Regions from separate parts of the Mus musculus genome. Here all the other regions are linked to region 2. A link is a contact called in public HiChIP or PLAC-seq data. All regions are on one chromosome and are shown on one strand. The core of a region is the stretch at or near the end of the contact, and the rest is flanking DNA. Distances in the headings are between cores, read along the strand shown. Region 1 holds the start of Gsx1 (GS homeobox 1). Region 2 has its middle 15 kb from the start of Gm10858. Region 3 holds the start of Plut (PDX1 associated lncRNA, upregulator of transcription).

The links. HiChIP or PLAC-seq counts read pairs in DNA pulled down with a chosen protein or histone mark.
Region 1: a contact with region 2 is called in an H3K27ac HiChIP or PLAC-seq map of embryonic stem cells, with 4 times the contacts expected there. The contact joins the promoter of Gsx1 here to the enhancer-like site in region 2. A contact is called at or near these places in 21 of 39 promoter capture datasets (the 3T3-L1 cell line, 3T3-L1-derived adipocytes, the HPC-7 cell line and 12 more), 4 of 484 Hi-C or Micro-C datasets (B cells and embryonic stem cells), 15 of 115 datasets of contacts at active chromatin or transcription factors (acute myeloid leukemia, craniofacial prominence, embryonic basal ganglia and 8 more) and 2 of 9 other capture datasets (embryonic stem cells and macrophages).
Region 3: an HNF4G HiChIP or PLAC-seq map of pancreatic cancer cells shows a contact between it and region 2. The contact joins the promoter of Plut here to the enhancer-like site in region 2. A contact is called at or near these places in 2 of 39 promoter capture datasets (the 3T3-L1 cell line and neural stem cells), 2 of 15 datasets of contacts at CTCF or cohesin (the NIH/3T3 cell line and stem cell-derived epiblast-like cells), 5 of 484 Hi-C or Micro-C datasets (bone marrow-derived macrophages, cortical neurons, embryonic fibroblasts and 1 more), 18 of 115 datasets of contacts at active chromatin or transcription factors (acute myeloid leukemia, craniofacial prominence, embryonic basal ganglia and 12 more) and 3 of 9 other capture datasets (adipose tissue, liver and pancreatic islet).

The regions. Positions count from the first base shown.
Region 1 is chr5:147,187,426-147,190,125 of GRCm38.p6, reverse strand. It overlaps Gsx1 (GS homeobox 1), which reads right to left and starts at 1,430. Exons shown (of 2, transcript NM_008178.2): 1 at 828-1,430; 2 at 1-348. The coding sequence starts at 1,236.
Region 2 is chr5:146,911,090-146,913,789 of GRCm38.p6, reverse strand. No RefSeq gene overlaps it. Among named protein-coding and RNA genes, the nearest start is that of Gm10858, 15 kb to the right of the region's middle. Within about 2 kb of position 1,274, at least 50 of the 459 cell types and tissues checked have an H3K27ac peak or open chromatin away from gene starts, as enhancers often do. A contact at or near this core is called in the HPC-7 cell line, embryonic stem cells, liver and 3 more, where this site is marked.
Region 3 is chr5:147,270,142-147,272,976 of GRCm38.p6, reverse strand. It overlaps Plut (PDX1 associated lncRNA, upregulator of transcription), which reads left to right and starts at 1,456. Exons shown (of 6, transcript NR_038157.1): 1 at 1,456-1,757. It overlaps Pdx1 (pancreatic and duodenal homeobox 1), which reads right to left. Exons shown (of 2, transcript NM_008814.4): 1 at 2,330-2,835. The coding sequence starts at 2,738.

The DNA of each region.
Region 1 (2,700 bases), core at 181-2,680, 280 kb before region 2:
CCTTCCCGGAGGAAGATGGAGACATGGGCAATTCGTCGTCGTCCTCTGAGCATTTGGCTGAGGAGAGCGAAGAGCACTTGCAGCCTTGCGGTGCGCCCCCGCCGGCCCCCGCCCCAGCTCCGCCGCGGTGGTTACTGCCTTTGCCTTCTTTCTTGTGCTTCACCCGGCGGTTCTGAAACCAGATCTTCACCTGCTTCTCGGACAGGTTCAGATAGGTCGCGATCTCGATGCGCCGCAGGCGGGAGAGGTACATGTTGGAGGCGAACTCTCGCTCCAGCTCCAGGAGCTGTGTGCTGGTGAACGCCGTCCGCATCCTCTTGCTGCTGGGCAGCTGGTTCGAGCTGCTGTCTGGAGGGCGATGGGGGGGGGGGGGAGGGAGGGAAAGAGAGAGAGAGAGAGAGAGAGAGAGAGAGAGAGAGAGAGAGAGAGAGAGATCATCAAACCTCTGAGCCTTGGGCCTAATTTCCCGCTGAACTGAGGCTAGCCTCAACCTTGGAATCAGGCACACATCCCTTCCATCCTTCCATTCATCACTCCACAGGCGGGTGCCTCCTTGCCAAGTCACAGACTCCAATTCTCCTCGGAATCGGTTGTCCCTAACACCCCTTTAAGGAACATCTCAAAGCTGGCCTTAACCCCTTCCCCTTCGCCCCAGGATCTTTCTGGCTTCTCCCCGGTTCCTACGTCCGGTCCCAGTCTAGCACTGTGAGCGCCCCTCGAGTATCCTCACCGTCCCCCATAGCGCGCCGTTTCCCCATCCCTAGCTCACTCACTTCCCCCCACCCCGGGACCACCGCCCCCCAATTTCGCGCGGGGACCCCGCTTACCCACAGAGATGCAGTGAAACTGTCTGGGATCCGGCAGCGGGTAGGAGGTCTGGTAGAGTGCAGCAGCTGCTGCGGCCGCAGCCGGGCCGTGGGCGACTCCAGGGGACACGGAGTGCTGGCGGCCCAGGGGTGCGTGGCAGTACTGCGATCCGAAGGGAGGGAAGGACGCCTTGAGTAGCGGCAGTGCCGGCGGCCCGGGGGGCCCGTGCAGCTGCGAAGCGGTGACACAGAGGGGACACACGCACAGCAAGCCGGCCTTGCGCGCGTGGCAGGCGCCCGGCGAGAGGCCGTGGAGCGCGTGCGGCGGCGGGACCGCGTAGGGGAAGAGCGGTGGCGGGCTGCCCTCCGGAGCCTTCTTGTCGCTGGCTTCCCGCAGCACAAGGGAATCCACCAGGAAGGAGCGCGGCATGGCTCCGGCGCGCGGTCCACCTGCCGCCAGCCCGCCCCTGGAGCCCGAGGGAACTGCAGATCCTGTCGTAGCTTCCCCTGGCCGCGGCCACCCGCAGCTTCCCGGGCCCCGGAGGCTCCACGCGCGGCTCAAGCCCGGGCTGGAATCACCTTGGCTGCTGCTGCGGGCACCTCCCGGAGCGGGCGAGGTGCTGGCCAGCGCTAGTGGTGCTGAAAGACGCCGGCGGCGCCGCTTAAATAGGACTATTGCCATGTGATGGGCTACGCCAGGAGCGGCCGGGGCCTCTCAATAGGGTTTTTGTGCCCTTTCTCTTGGCATTCACTCTGCACGCTTCCTCATTATTTCACTTGTTAACTAAATGAACTGCATAATGTACTCTATTCTTGTCAACCCCACCCACGCCGTAACAGGCGCACTCGCCCCCCTCCTCTTCCCTTTTCGGGTTTATTTTCTCATTCTCCCGCGATTTAATATTCTTTTCTTTCTCTTTATTTCTTACTTTCCTTTGGCTTTGCGCTGGCGATCGGTCCATTTATCTTATTGATTTCCGCACCCGTGCTGCCTCGCTTGCACAGATCCCCGTGGGCGCACACCCATCTCCTCTGCCCACTTGATCCTGGTCCCTTTCTTTCTGTTACTTCTTCCTTGCTCGTTCCCCCCACCCCAGTTCCACCAAGTGTATCGCTTTCGCTTAGTTCTCGAAGCTCAGCTCTGCATCCTATGAAGCATCCTAATGGGCGGCCACCATTCCCACCTGTGGAGTCTCTTCTCTCGCACTATTTGGAGACAGAAAAACAAGGTTTCTGAGTGCGCCTCAGAGGATGAGAGAAAGGCTCCCTAGTCCTCATTGGAGACTAACCTCATCTCTGTCCGTGTTTTCTCAGAAAATCAAAGGCTCCCAATTTTGGTGTTGCCTGTGACTCCTCATCTTTGTTCGGTGGACCCTTGGCCAACCAGCTCTTCCCTTCAACAACAGGGCCGTGTATGTAAAGAAATAGCAACAAAACAAGTACGCGGGTGGGTAGTCTTTGAAAATACGGACAGATACATAGCAAGGGGAGTGAGAGCCGAATTCGTGGGTATGAAGCTTTCCCACCCCACCAAACGTGGTGAGTGTGGATGGTGTAGACTCTCACAGACGTTGCGCGCGCACTCTCCACTCGCACACACTCCACTAGACACGCCGGTGCACTCGAAAGCGTTGCTTCCCACGGCTGGAGAGAAAGGAAGAGCACTCTTCTGTCTTTCCCAGTTTCTGTTGCCCTTTGCTTCCTCCTACCGTCGCCGCACTCTTTTTTTTCTTTCTTTCTGGTAACACAATGGTTAAACAACTTCAAATGCCACGCTCTGTGTACACAGCTTCAGTTTTTTAAAAAAATCATCCCGGGATTCAGAGCTGTCTCTGTCCCTGTGCGTTTAACATACAATGAGAAATTAGCATAAAAGATTTCGAATTTACTACTT
Region 2 (2,700 bases), core at 25-2,524:
AATCTACAAACACTCCCATATGGGTGAAGACACCATGTGTGGGATCTGCTGGAAGGACCGGCCCAGTATGGTTGCTGGCCCAACCTCTCTGGATCAGGAGCTGCATGTTTGGGCCTGTCAGACTCCATGTCACATCTGAATAGGATACAGACAAGCATCCCAAACCACCAGCTCCCTGTCTGGAAGGATTCCTAGTAACACACCCGTAACTAAACCGGCCCCATAACAGGGGAAGCCTAAGGCTAATGGTTCTCGACTTACAGGGGTCTGCTTGAGGGTGGCTCCTCCTGATGAGGCGAAAGCAGGTGCTTTCAGGAGAAACAGGTACTTCAGGTTTTAAATGTGGCTCTTCTCCCTGGCTAGTGACATGCAATTTGATGCTCTTTCATGACGTGGGGGGTGGGGGGCGCAGATAGCAGTGATCTCAGCTCCCAGTCTATCCTGCAACTGATACATTGGGCCACAACCACATGCTAGATCTCTTCAGGGTTGGTGGACCACAGGGTTTTCCACTTAGGGTGTGTCAGCCTGGTGTATTTTTATTGAGGCACAGCCTGGTCATTACTTACGATGCAGCTGGCAATGGTGGTGCTTTAATCCCAGCACTTGGGAGGCAGAGGCGGGTGGATTTCTGTGAATTCGAGGCCAGCCTGGTCTACAGATGGAGTTCCGGGACAGTCAGGGATACACAGAGAAACCCTGTCTTGATCTCCACCACCCAAAGATGCCAATGGCTACTGGGAGTAGACAGTGTGCCAGACTCAATTCTTAGTTCCTTAAGCTCATTAGCTGAATTAGCCCTCCCAACACGTTCCTTACCTCTATTCTATATGTGAGCACACTTGGTTGCTGCACACAGCTTAAACCACTTGAAGGGGACCCAGGACATTCAGCCCCACCAGTCCTCCTGCTAAAGCTTGTTCAAAGCAGTCTGCTCCACTTATTTCTACGGGGAACAAGAGGGTGCCCTGGTGGAATAAGGACCAAGCAGCCATAGTGACAGTGGGGCAGAGGGTGGGCACCCTTTTCGTGATCTTTCCTTTTGCCTCGGGTAGACATCTTTGCACTTTCTCCTGTGTACAAATCGTTTCAGGATTCACCTTGTTTTGCTTTTCACTTGTTTCCCTTGAGAGATCCTGAACCAAGAGGGCGGGGGGGGGGGGGTGGGGGGGAGCAGCGAGAGCCACTTCAGCAAGCCACTTCCGGTTACCTGCTGCACCCTCCGGGGCAGCCAAGCGACACAGTGGCTAGGTCAGGGCGGTCTGTTTGCTGACTGCAAACAAGGGCCCTGCTGGGGACGTCAGGGGAGCAGCTGCTGAGTGCCCAGCGAAGCTCCAGTGTGGTTTGTAAAGTAAACGGACTCTAATTTGGACAAATACGGCAGGGGCCTGGAACTCAGGACAGATAAAGTTGCAAGGAAGTGCTGACCTGGAGGGACAAGGTTTCCAGGCCCCAGTGGGAAGTGGGAGTGGCCCAGGAATGCCCTGAACCTCCCAGAACTATAGCCTGCTCACAGCCATTTGACACCTTAGGCATTAAACAGGACATTTGTAGGAGAATGGGGAGGGGAAGTGGTCCACGGAGGTATTAAGTGTCTGTTTATAGTTACATCACCTTGTAGGAAACGCAAGTTCACTTAAGTCTGAGGTTTAACATGTCTATCCTACAGCTCAGGCAGGCACGAGAACATCAACTAGGCATCAAAATTTTCCTTTATAGTTTGTGTGTGTGTGTGTGTGTGTGTGTGTGTGTGTGTGTGTGTGTGTGTAATTGTCGAAAGGGAATGGAATTTTGTAGGAGAGAGCAGAGTGGCTGGCCCAGAGTGAGTGCTCAGTAGATGGCAGCAGATGGATGGTGTCTCATTTACAAGTATTCATTCAACAAACACAGTGCTTGTAGCAGAGTCCTGCTTCCCTAGCTCAGCCACAGCCTTCACTACAGCTCTGCTCCCTTGATGCACAACATCATCATGACATTTGGAAATGTCTGGAAACGGTAACGGTAACGAACTCGTCCAATTACACAGGGTGGTCCCAGGTGCGTGGTGAAGCCACTTGGCCACACAGTCGAGGGTTGCTACTCTCCAGGCACCTGGTGAGGTCAAACTTCAACCCAAACAGCAGTTTCCTTTAGGTGCCCAAGGCCAGCTCCCTCACCTCCTTCTGACTCTGCTGAATATACTGCCTCCAACTGTTTCATGCACAGGCGACAGGCCTCATCTAGGACCAATGTCTGCCTTTCTTAGGCTCTGGGAGGAACAGTGTGACTGAACAGTTCCCCTCTTCTGAGGAAGAACTGACTGGAGAAGTGTCCATTCATCAGGAGGAATTCCACAGAGGTTATTGGAGTGCCTCGTAGCTCCCCAGGATGGGTCCCTACAGCAGGGCGTGGCACTGAAGTCAGAACTCTCCAGGACAGGAGGCATCAGAGGCTCGAGAGGGGTGACCTGTGCCGGGCAGGCAGGAAGGGTCACTGCAAAGTTTCTATGAAGTTGGCTCACTCCAGAGAGGCTCATTTCATTCCCAGTGAACCACAGAGGTGGTCCTAAGGGCTGAGTCTCCATGGTAACACTATCGTTGGGCTTACACTGCTTGCCTAGCTGTGTATCCCCTGCACCGCGTATTCACCCTTCTCCATGGCTAGCCTGGTCTCTTGCCTGGCTACAGGGCTACTGCAGGAGCTGGAATTTAAGGAACTAAA
Region 3 (2,835 bases), core at 207-2,706, 360 kb before region 2:
ACAGGGGTGAGAGACAGTTTCCAAAGAGCTGAAAGGTGAATGAGTGTGTTGAGGGCAAGGGATTAATCTTCAGGATGGAATCTGCTCCCCGGGTCTTCCCCCAGGTACTGGGGAGGCACTAGAAGCTGAAGTGAAGTCCCCAGACCACTCTTTGGAAAGCAGTTTGTGTCCTCAGGAACACAAACCTGTGTCCCCAAACCACACAGGCCTTTCCTGGTGTAGGAAAGGAAAGATACCTAACCTTAAAGAGACATCTTAAATGCCAACAACTGGCAGATTCTTCCAACTACTGCCCTCAGCTGCCTACTTTGCCAAGCCCTAATGAAAGACTATAGGGAACCTGTGCTCAGCTAGAGGAAGCCACGGGTGGGAATTAAAGTTAGAATCTGCTGGTGAGATGTTCAGAGTGCTCGATCTGACTTTTCTGGGGCTCAGTAGAACTCACCAGTAGGGATTATGAAGTTCTTTTAAGTCCAATTATTTATAAGCGGTTATTGCCATTAGCATTCATAGTCCTACTATAAGCCCTTCAGCCATTAAGCCCTTTCCAGGGGTTGTGAACCGACGAAGCACACGCAGGTGGGTTCGCTAAACCTTGCAGTCCTTCTGAAGTGGGGCCGGCTGGAGCTCTTTGCAGGTTTCTACAGGGAGAAGAGAGGGGTAGTCTGCCTCGAGTCCTGCTTGCTGATGGTCAGAAAGGATCCGCAAAGGATCCTGGTACCCAGATCTCACAGTCAGGAGGGGTCTCCAAAGTGTTCACCAAACATAGGAAAGGCTTTCTGCTTCCTCTGCTCAGATTTAACTCCCTGGCTTGTTCCTACCCTAGCCCAGAGCAGGAGTGGATAGCCAGAAAGAATCAATCTCCGGGGCTCTGCTTCGTGGTTCCTTGGCAAGGAACCCCCTTTAGGTGGAGGGTCTGTCTTTGGGCAGCCCAATGGCCAGGTCTCAGCGCCCTTTGGTCTTGGCCTTGAGAGGCCTCTGCTGCGGCCTACCTGCTCCAGCTGCTTGGAATTGCTCAGAGGTGGAGGATCTCCCCAGCAAGAGTTTGGGCCTGTTTTAAGTCAGGGTTTTTTGTTTTGTTTTGTTTTTTTTTTTTGTTTTGTTTTTTTTTTTTTTTTTTTGTTTTTTTCCTCGGTGAGAAAATGAACTAGCTAAAGGAGCCTTCCCCCTTCTTTTTCCACCCTTGAATCCTTGGTGAACCTCGTTACCCCCATACTCTCTCGGAGCTTTGCTTGGCTGCTCCTGGGATAGTGTCAGACCAGGCGCCTTAGGACCGGAGGACAACGTTGAGAATTCTCAGGGGATGGCAACTCCAGCGTCTTAACCCTTCGCTCCTGCTCCCGACAGTCAGTCGGAAAGCAAAAGAAAGAGCAGCTATTTGCAGTCCAGGTGTGACCAGAAGTGGCTGTAGACCGGAAGAGATAACATTGTGGAGCGGCGGGCACAGGCCCCCACACGAATTGGCTGCCAGCATCCGGCGGGAAGGGACCTAGGGCTTGCTCCGCTTCGCCTCTGCTGGAAGGAAGGACTTTATCACAAAGCAGGCGCCTAGGGCTAAGGAAAGCCAGGGTGTCTTGCTTCTTTGAGCCGGACAGCAGGGAGGAGGCCCCTTCTTCTGCATATTTGCTTCCTGGGACGCGGCTCCAGAGAGGACCCTTCAAACACGTTGGGTTGGTTCAAAAAGAATTGGCACCCCAGAGACCTCTGCCAACTGCCAGACTCCGAGAGAGTGAACCACCTGCCTTTCAACCCTCCCGGTGAGCACCTCGCGTTGGTACAGCCTCTCCCTGTTCACCCCCACCCCTCATCCTACTCCAGGGCCTACCTGGATGGACGCAATTTTCCTTTCCCTTCTTCCTGTGTTTCTCCTACTCCTACTGCCCCTAGGAGGCCCCGTTTCTCTAATAAGGCCACTAGGATAGAGCCGGGAAGTGAAGGGGCCTAGGGTTTCCAAGGGACTCCATCATCAGAGACATCTTGCATAACTTGCTTGGGGCCCTTGGGGTCCGGGAGTCCAGGTTCCTCTCTGCAGAAAGATCCAGAGAGTTCGGGAGTTCTGAGCCTGGCTAGGCCTCTTCTTTCTCCAGCGTGGGAGTTGGCTCCCAGGGTAAGAAAGGCTCAGGACAAGCGCAAGGAGGGAAGAGTGTTGAATGGAGAACAAGCTGCCAACATGAGTGGACTTACTGGCTTGCATAGACTTTATTCTAAGCCTGCATTATCCTTGCGGGTTTCAGAGGAACTTGTGAGAAAAGGCCCGGGGGAGTTCTTGAAGGCAGTAGCAGCCAAGTCCAGACTAGGGAAAGAGAAAGGGAGAAAGAGCCAGGCTTACCTGCCCACTGGCCTTTCCACGCGTGAGCTTTGGTGGATTTCATCCACGGGAAAGGGAGCTGGACGCGGTTGGGCTCTTCCAGGCCCCCAGGCTCGGTTCCATTCGGGAAAGGTCCGGGAGGTGGATGGGCGAGCCCGAGCTGAGCTGGAAGGTGGTGGTGGAGGTGAGCGCCAGCCGGGTCGTCGGAGGCGAGCGGGGGCACTTCGTATGGGGAGATGTCCGGAGGACTTCCCTGCTCCAGTGATCCCAGCGAGCTTGTAAACTGGGGTGGCGGCGGAGGTGGGGGCTGGCGGCCCATGTACAGGCACGCAGGGGGGTTAGCGCTGAACTCTGGCACCGGGCCCCTCTGGAATGCGCACGGGTCCTTGTAGAGCTGTGTGGCCGCGTAGTACTGCTCCTCACTGTTCATGGTGGCAGCCGGCACTTGGGGGCCAGCAGCCCCGGGTCGGAGCTACAAGCCAGGCCTTAGGCGCTGGGTGGCTCGCGGACTCTCTACGCCACCCCAG